2 separate regions of the Gasterosteus aculeatus genome follow, and region 2 is linked to region 1. Evidence: chromatin contacts called from public Hi-C data. All regions are on one chromosome and are shown on one strand. The core of a region is the stretch at or near the end of the contact, and the rest is flanking DNA. Distances in the headings are between cores, read along the strand shown.

Region 1 (4,922 bases), core at 1,073-3,572:
TGAAACCTGTTCTACTAATTTTATCTCTTTAAGACGTGGATGGGGGACGGGGAGAAAACCCCTTGACACAAAGCCTTGCCCAGAGGCTTGAGGAAGATGATTGAATTTCATAGCTACTTACAGGCTAATAGGGCCGCACAATGACTACTTACTTTCCTTAAGTGACTGGCTGCTTCTCGCCGGCACGCGGACCCTTTGAAGCCCTCCCGAGGACATGGAGGGGGTTTAGCCGGTAGCGCGACATGAGGCTGAGCAGCCGAGCACCAGCTGATGTAAACACAGGGCTCCGATGGCCGCGTCACTCTGCGCTTATGTTTAGTGTAGTTTAGCAACGGGGAAAATAATAGAATTGGGATTTTTTTTTTAGAGTGGAAACCGTTTTCAGTTGGTCAAAAATTTTGATATACAATATATATATCACCTGTGCAGATATGCTTGTCTGTGTAACATATGATTTTAGATTTAATATTTAGTGATTTTAGATTCACAACACATTTGACGAAACCGTTATTCAATTAAGCAAAAATACTTTTTATTAATAGTTATGTATTGAAGCAAAACAAGTTCGAATTAAATATTTGAATGATAAAATGCAGCAAATTAGTTGACTAAGTTTGAATGACTAACTGGGGTTATTATATTAAATATTATTTATTTATTTAAGTTTTTAAATTGAATTCTTAGTTGTAATCTTAAATTGGCACACCATTGGCACATCCATATAACTGCTGGGCTGTTATTGTTTAATTTGTGTGTGTGTTCTTAAAGACTTTCAAAGGAAAGGGGACCTGGTCTGCGAGCGCTTTACTCACAGAAGCTGTTTCCACGTACAAACCACCTTCTCCTCGCCATGCGGTTCCACTTACACTCTCGGCACACTAAACCATATACGCATACAGATAAGCACATGCGCACACAACACACACACACACGTATACAAACGCACACGCACACTAACCACATGCACATGTTCACTTGCTCTTAACTAATTCATTCAGGAACACTTTGGTTTGGGTTTCAACACCAAAACCTCCGTACCTTTGATTGAGAAATGTGCCTGACTGCAATTACAAGGGAGGGAGTGGGTGGAGGGAAGGGTGGATGGAGAGAGGAAACGCACCACAGTGCTTTCATAGTTTGCTGGCATGACATTTTTCTTCCCTTGTTTATTTATTTCATTCCTTTCCCCTTTTTCGGCGAAGGGGCAACGTGTTTATTGGGCAGACTGAAGGAGAAATAACAGCAGGGAAAATGGCCCCGGCAATGGGGCTGAAGTGGCTGAGATTGTCCCAATTGTGCTTGCGATCGATACCCTCTCAGAATAACTGCAGATATATAAATGCACTTGGTGAGTAAGTAACGTGTGTGATTGTGCGTGTGCACGGAGTAAGTACCGCTAATTCCTTCATGACCTTTAAACTATACCCATTCCGCGTGCTCGTTGGTCACTGACCTGCAGGATGTAGCCCCTGACGTAGTCCCGGAGGGTCCAGCCCAGGCCGTGCAGGATGTGCAGCACCTCCTCCTGCTTCAGCACGGAGAAGAGGCGGTCGAGAAGGATCTTGAGCCGCACGGGGACGGCCTGGGTGCCGTACAGCATCAGGCTGCTGATGTCGAACACCACGTTGGACTGAACGATCTCCACCTGGGTCGGGTGGTACAGGTGCTGGGTGCTGAGCTTGTCCAGGGCTGCGTGAATCACCGGGTGACAGGATGAGAAGACAAAGGAAGACGCACACGCGTGACACTCACAGAGGCCGACAGGCACGGTCAATGACTATCAACGTCCCGCCGCCTCCCGAATCGTCCTTCAGTCAGCACTGGCTGATAAGGACACATCAACCAGATAAGAGCAATGACATCAACGTAATTATCTGCCACAGTTTTTTTTTTCTTTTGCGTTCATGAATTCTGGCTACTTCTTCCATTTTTAGTCCCTTCTTCCGTCTCCATCTCAACCCCAACTGCCGCTACAACCAAACTATTACTGAGTTTGAGTCTTATCTGTTTGTGGCTTGACTCGCATTTCTCGTCGCTTCACTTTTCTTATCTTTATATATTTGCTTCTAATGAGGCGTGTGCTCAAATGGTTAACGGTGCTAGGAAATCAAGGATTACGGAAGTGGACGGTTGGGGGGGTGGGGGGACAAGTCAAAGGTTAAAAAAAGACCTTTGTGGAGCTTAATCGTGAGTGCATGTCATGGTTTTGTTATTGCCCCCCTTGAACGCAACCTCACTCACCTCTTTCTCCTCTCCGGCTGTCTGCGCTACACCTGGTCTACTCTCTCTCTTTTTTTTTTTTTTCCTCTCTGTTTCAATCGCTCTCTCTCCCCTCCCCTCGTGCCTCTCGCCCCACTCCCCCCCCCTGCCTCCTCCCTGTCGGTCTGGGTGACACCTGGTTGGGTCTCTCTCTCTCTCTCTCTCTCTGATCCTGGGACGGCTTTTTCCCGCTGACGAGTGCTTTGCCTGACAACAGGGCGCAGCCAGACACGAACATAATAAAAAATGAAGAACTACTTGTCAGAGTCGCTGCCAATGCCGACATGAAATGAAAAGTGGGGGAGAGGAGAGATGGGCGGCTGACAGTTCAGAGGGAGAGATTAAAAAGTAGTCAATGGGGTCTTGTGCGATCCGCTGAAGGGCCCACAGACTCGCTCTTGTGCCGACGCGAGCCAAAACCTTTTTTTTTCTTTTTTCCCCCCTTCTCTTTGTACTTTTGGGCCTCCTCTCCCTTTTTTTTTTTTTTTTTTTTTTTTTTTTTTTACACCCGCGTAAAAAAGGCATGAGGTGTGGTCCGGCTTCTCTATCTGTTGTTTGGCTGTGTTCTTCTTTTTTTTTTGACAGTAAAAATAAAGGTTTTCTACTCTGGAAAATGAGTAAAAACATTTGGATGCTGTCTGCAGTAAATACAAAACGACACATGAGAAAAAGGAGACCCGTGAAATGCATCAGTTGTAATTTCCAATGTAGTTTTCATTTCTCCACAGCGAGAGGTTTTACTTTTATAAGGACAAATAAAACTGGTATTTTCTTTTTATTGAAACCATATTCAGGAAAAACCTGCCACCCCTAACAAAGAATGTACTCACCGTGAGCTACCCAGCCATGTTTGCACTGGTCACATGTCCGTAGGTGAATCTTCCCTGGCTGGAAACACTCGCATGTGCAGTTCACCAGCGTGCAGCGAATGGCCTGCAGAGACACAAAAACACAAAGACGATTCCACATCAATCACAACTCAGAGGCCAGGACCGAGAACGGGCAGTTGTCAGTGATAAATACAAAAAAGGAGGGCGGCGGACAAATTTCTCCACCAAACTCTGACCTAAAAATGTAAATACAGATACAGAAAGAATATCAGCCGTTGCAGCCATTTATCCACACAACAAATTCCCCAACTACTGTTTCATTCCAATTGCGCTGAATGTGGCGCGAGTTCATGAGAACCGACAAAGGACTTTCCCTCCTGAAAACGCAGAAATGTAACTTGTTTTGACTGAGGCTTCATTACTCAACACCGGTGCAGCACTTAGTCTGACCCCGGGAAGCTTTTAGTAGTGAGAGGTTAAGTGTCCAGACTTGACGAGGGCAACTCAGTAGAGCACAAAGGATCGTCTGCCGAAGCCTTCATCATCTCTCTTAAACACCTCCAACAGAAATCCGGGTGCATTTTGCAGCAAGTTGGTGTTTCACATTCTTCAACCAATAAAAAGAACGTACAGAAGGGGAAAAAAAGGTGCGATACACACAGAAATCATCTGATGGGGAATCTGCAGAGGATGTGTGTAGCAAACCATGCAAAAAAAAGAGTGATGTTAGAATAAAGTGGTAAATTGCTTGTCATTCTAAGCAGCAATTCTATGCAATAAGAATAATGCATTTTACATTTGACACATATGTTGTTGGCAAATGACTTTGGATTTCTAGTCATTTAGGATGAAAAGAAGCTACAAATCCGTAACAAAGAAAACAGTTACAGATTGTTGTGCACGTGTTGCATACAAGGTGACTGCTGAGAGTGATTTTATTATGACAGGAAATCCTAATTATCCAGTGCTGAGGAAACGTATCACGTAAATGTGAAAGCACTATCTGGCACATGTCTGAGTGCTTGTCCTCACACCAATGCTACTTATCACCGCGTTAAACTTCATGAATTTACAATCCGCACTAAATACGCTACCTACATTGTCTCACTGTTATTCTTATACGGCAACGCTGGGACAATAATGTGACACCGACGTGCACACAAAGGGTCGTAGGTTGGAGTCCATGTCTGAGCCTGCAACCTATATTTCACAATGTCTGAAACAGTCGATCACGACTTCCAGATAGAAAGTTATCTGCAGCGCAGATCAGCCTTTACGTCACACAGCCGAGGGTCAATGCGTGATTAGAGGTCGAAAGAATATTTGCGCTCTTTCCTTATGTGCACCTGTATTGACCCGACGGCACAATCTGGTGTTTAGCAGCAGGAAATGTCATTACCTCGTTTGTGGATTAGAGCAATATCCTGTAACTCAGGATATAAAACTCACTCATAATCTACTAAGGGACCATGAAGTCTATCAGACCCCCCCCCCCCCCCCTTTTTGCTCAGCCCAAAGTGTCGTAAACCAGATTAGTAACTGCAGGTGTCAAAGTGAACATGGGCTAATCCGAGATTAAACACAAAATTACCCCACTTCTAACCATGTCACCTGACCGCTTGACACCGATTGAGACAGGAGGCCGAGATTATTTGACATTACATCATTTTTAAGCTTTCCAGGTGCTGCCACGGCAATCCTCGCCGTGTGTGAGGATTACACGCCATGTGTCGGTTGGAGTGTACATACATTATGTGCTGAGCTGACGTTACTTGCCAGGCCGACGGGTAACAAGTCAGTTCAGCGCTCAACTCAAGAACGCTTATGTAGCAG
Region 2 (4,922 bases), core at 1,742-4,241, 100 kb after region 1:
TGTGTTTTATGAGGATTTGCTCAACATTTGACTGAGGCATCTCGAGAGTGAGGATTTGAAGGAGCGAGTGGCGCAGAAAGAGAGACATTACGGTCCTTCTCAGCTCCTGACTCCTCCACCGGGGTGAGAGAGGAAGCAGGATCCCAGTCAAGCGCCTGGAAGCCCCACTTGCATGTTTGGTCAAGGGGTAAATAATAGATCAGGGATTAGGCTTGTGTAGAATTCATTCCAGGGTAACAAGCTACTGAGGTCCCAGGATATGCATATTCATTCCTTGGCCAAGGCCGTGGGAGAAGGAGGACCATGTGCGTGTTTGTCGGATGGCTCACATTGCTAATTTAAGGAGATAGTACATACTTATGTGAGCAGCGGAACAAAGGGCCCTTAAAGGATTGTTTGAATCATTTCACGTCAACTTCAAATGCTTTTGATGCTGCTTTGATTTGACTCACTAAGTGTATTTTTTTACTCAGCAGTGTTTATTAGACAACAGAGGCTGTGGATGAGTAATACGACATGAACTGCTCGGCAAAGGAAAACGCCGCCCTTCTTTTCTTTGCTGTTTCCGATCTATCAGATAAAAAAAAATGTTGCATATGCAAGATGTGCAATAGCATGTTTGTGACAGTTATGGACTGCGTTCAACTGAGGGAAGCTTAAGGGTGCGCGCGGCTCTTCTGTAAGCACACAGCGGGATCATCAGAGATAAGAGCGCCATGTAAACAAACCACCAAGAGTCTCGGCTCACAACGCACACAAAGGTAGAGCGTCTTCATCATCGGCTGAGGCCCGATTACTTCATTTATTGTTTGATTGTAAATATCTGTTAGCTGTTATGAAAATACTCTGAATATATCGAGAACCATCAAATGGGTACTAACAGGTAAAGGCCACTTGATAGAAAAGGAGACTACATGTTAATTTGTTCATGTGACAGAATCCCACTGTTCACTAATTATCCAGTGGGACCACTGATAATGAGCTATTGGACTTGCTTTGGTCCATCAGCAGAGTGGACACCGCACTCGCGGATCCATCACGTCCACAGAGGTCCATCTGTTCATTAACTTCCAGTCACTACTAAAGCATAGACAGATCCAGAAAGGTCAGTTTAACCATCACTAAGAACCGTTGAGGCTTGGTCATTGCTCATTTGACGGCTTGGAGTTGGTTTCTTGATTACAACTAGTGATGTGATATTTCTGATCCTATGTAAATATAAGACACGTTCTTACTTGGTACTTTCTTGTTTTGTTACGTTATGTCATCACGTCAAGCCAAGTTTATTTTCATGGTCCCAAAATCACAAATTGGCCTCTGTAGGCTTCTTAAAAGCACCAACCCACATTTTTTTTACCCTAAATTGGGACAACCAACAAAAAACTGCAAAACAGCAATATTGGTCATTCAAGTGACATATTTGATAATGAAAGAAGATCAAGAGTTAATACAACTGTCTAAAAACAGTTCTCCAAACTCCCAGAGAAGGAATCACAGGTGGTGGAACTATGACGAATACTTTTCTCATCTAAAAGTTCTTTTCCGACTGGACAACATTTACTCAGGGAGATCAATGTCCCATGTCCTTGGCCTCCTCTGCCATACACAAGGGAAATATGAACCTAAATACAACCTCACCACCTTAATTTACCCCGTCTCCAAGTAAAGGACAAGCTCTCTAGTGGAAGCCCCAGGAAAATAGCCTCGCTCCTTGTTCCCACACGTCCTGCGGGAGCTAACCCGGACTGGGATGGCACGCCAGTTGGGTGAGCCCAGAGTGAGCTTCATGGCACTGTGGACACACACACACACACACACACATGTACGCTGCTGACTCTGAGAGGTAAGTCTTGTGTGGATCAATTCCTCCTTTATGAGAGCTCTGGTCTGTTGAGGATAGGACCAGAAGGTCATCAGATGGGAGTCAAACAGAGGTCCACACCGTCTCATTGGTGCGAGGGTTAGGACACAAACAAGGGGGCTTGTGCACACAGCATGTGGTGGTGGTGGGGGTGTGGGAGGGGGAGGGGGAAAAGGGGGGTGGGGAGGGGGGGCTTATGCAAGGTCAGCGACATCACATGCTTTCAGGAATGCACATGATGGCAAAGACAGAGTGTAAGGTTCGGGATGAGGGAAGGTTTTGAACTAGACTCGTCCGATTTAGGTGCACAGATAGTGTGTCTGAGGGCTGGAAAAAAAAGAAGACTGGTAATCAATGGTTTCTCTGTCCTGGGGTTTTGTAAGGCGGTCCAAGGTCTCACAGGATTCAGCATGAGGATGGCTCATGCTTGAGGTCAATAGGGGCTGAAAATTCTCCCACTGACTCTAGTGAAAGACATGATACCCTCCCTCAGGGCATCGCTTGAATAGAAATGTGTACAAACAGAATGCCAGCGATTAAGCACAAATTTAATGGACAATTTCAAAGATTTGTCACAGCCAATTTCAAATTCAAAAGTTTTAAAAAATCCTCCCACAAATAGAGTCATCAGCCTCACGACAAAGTGACTGTTATCAAAGGCGCACATGTTGCGGCCTGTCTCATTTCTATGCAGCGGGGGCGATGTTCTGCTAAACACTGCGCAGGTTTGACATCCCAACTGGCTTTTGTACAATCAATGTTCCTTTAAAGCAGGGGACCTGAGTCTCTTTAGTATCCTTTGTCACCTCCCGCAGTTCTCAGGTTCTTTCCTCCCTCAGCATCAAAGCTGGGCCGCATTAATGCAGACAATATCCCCGCTTACCTGAGGCGTCGGGCGCAGACTGTGCTTTCACAATCCTCCATGGAGTGTCATGTTTTTCCCGGGGACGTGCCTCTCTTCCTTCCTCTGACGGCGTCGGCACACCAGGGCTTGTCATTTGGTTCTTGAATTTTTCATGCAGTTGCATTTGCATGATCACAGTTCTGTGTCACTCCTTCTCCCGGTTGATTAAATGCTGCGTGGCACATGAACTCCACGGTGACTCCGCTGGGGCGGAACAGAAGTGAGACAAGCAAGCTTATTGGGATTGTCAGAGCAAGAGCTGTCTTGTTTCAAGGGGTGGCTCTTCACATATTAACTGTTGGGCAATTAGGCACAAGAGGCCCACAGAGACGTCTTCAAACAAGGATCGGTTTACATTTTATTCTCTATTGTCTGCATTCGCAGCTCTGAGTCTTAGTCAGTCGTATTATGGCGCATTCAGTCAGGAACTCAAACCACGGCGTGCACTTTTAGCGACGGCGCGCGCCGTTTAGTTGGGTAGGACGCATCATCTCAGCATAACACCGAAAAACAATCAGCCGTATTGTATATTATATTATTATGACAAGTCTGTTATAAGCAATTTTAAGCACACCGTCTCTCTCAAGAACAACAGAACATTTCAGTGACCTAGAGTTTGAAACATACATTTTTAGCTATGGTTTATGTCAATAGATTTATACTTAAAATTAGTATAACTCTTGGTTGGGTCACTTTTTAGTCACCTACAATTCCTAAAACTGCATGATACAAGCTCATTTCATGCAGACTAATTAAATGTGTTGTAGAAATAACATTTATGCTGGACGTCCTCAACATTGTTATCATTGTTATTGTGACAGTGGTGATCCTTTATACATATTGATATCGGCAAGTCCAAAAATGTACACTCTCTGTTCTTTTCTTACTCAATCTGGCTCGAGGAGCCGGGGCTCATTGTAATGACAGAACAGTTGTTATATTGTAAATGACACAGGGATTGAGATACATTTCATGAATCCTAATAACAGCATTTAGATGTAACAAGGTGAGTCATTAATAAACGGTTGAAGTAAATGTGAGAAAATGTTTTTTTTGTTTTGTTGTTTTGCAGGAAGCACATTGTTGGTGATATGAACGTGTGCTTGGCAGCGATCTGCTTTTTATGTACCTAGGATGCACTAAGATCTGGATTAATTTGTCATTATCGGGAGAGACTACAGGCACTTCAAAGAGGGAGATTCATTCTGCAGCAGCAGTCAGTGTCTAAACATGGTAGAACATGTCTGTTGAATGTGGTGGAATATGCACCTCAACAAATTCTCCCCCGACATTGAACATGCAAGCAACTGGAAATGTCTGGGCCAAATTACACACATTTCATGATGAAAGAGGTGGTGGTTTTAAAAAGTATCCCTTCGAGTTACCAGCTTCCTCAGAGAGAATTGAGTTAATTTTACTTTCTATGGACAGTATTCTGTCATATGATCTGCCTCTCATTGTTCGTAATCAATCCCTTTCAAGGTTTCTTATAATGAAATTCCAAATGACTTTTGACCTGAAGATGAAGGTGAAACTGCAGTGACCAGACTCTGTTGAACATGGTCATTGAGAGAGACAGAGAGAGAGAGGCGGGTATTCACAGATAGATAGATAGATGTGTCAGTTTGTGCGTCCAAACAAGAAACAGGGGGCAGGCAGATGTTGCGCATTATGTACCAGTCTACTGCTTCTAAAATTGTTCCGCAAATGAGGATCTTAATGAGAGGCAGTGTTCGTGGGTCAAGGAACAGCCTAATCATGCTAAGTCAATTGCATCTTTGCTCTTTCTGCACATGTGTGTGTGTGTGTGTGTGTGTGTGTGTGTGTGTGTGTGTGTGTGTGTGTGTGTGTGTGTCTGTGTGAAGCAAGGAGCAGATGAACCAACATTTGTGGAGTGCCAGTCCTCATATTTCTTAATTTTCCTCTCTCACCCTGTGCTCCAAATTTGGCTGGACACATAAGTACATTAGCTACACAATATGGACTTGTCCAGTATCACCAGCAAAACAGATGTCAAACGCACGTCCATGTTCATTTTGCCTTTCTCCCACCGAGGATTCAGAGGCTCAAAATGTATCGTACGTAATGTCTTTGACCTTACAGCGGATCATTAAAAACAAAAGAAATTGGGAAAATATCAACAGGGGTGAGTAAAGT

The links. A called contact is a pair of places that touch in the nucleus more often than the background predicts.
Region 2: a contact with region 1 is called in a Hi-C map of skeletal muscle, with 2.9 times the contacts expected there. The contact joins the promoter of bnc2 here to the enhancer-like site in region 1. A contact is called at or near these places in 2 of 6 Hi-C or Micro-C datasets (both in skeletal muscle).

The regions. Positions count from the first base shown.
Region 1 is chr9:15,885,044-15,889,965 of fGasAcu3.hap1.1, forward strand. bnc2 (basonuclin zinc finger protein 2) reads right to left here. Exons shown (of 6, transcript XM_078109092.1): 3 at 3,090-3,192; 4 at 1,454-1,689. Among protein-coding and RNA genes, the nearest start is that of LOC144411604, 100 kb to the left of the region's middle. Within about 2 kb of position 2,323, at least 3 of the 9 cell types and tissues checked have open chromatin away from gene starts, as enhancers often do.
Region 2 is chr9:15,987,982-15,992,903 of fGasAcu3.hap1.1, forward strand. It overlaps bnc2 (basonuclin zinc finger protein 2), which reads right to left and starts at 2,992. Exons shown (of 6, transcript XM_078109092.1): 1 at 2,745-2,992.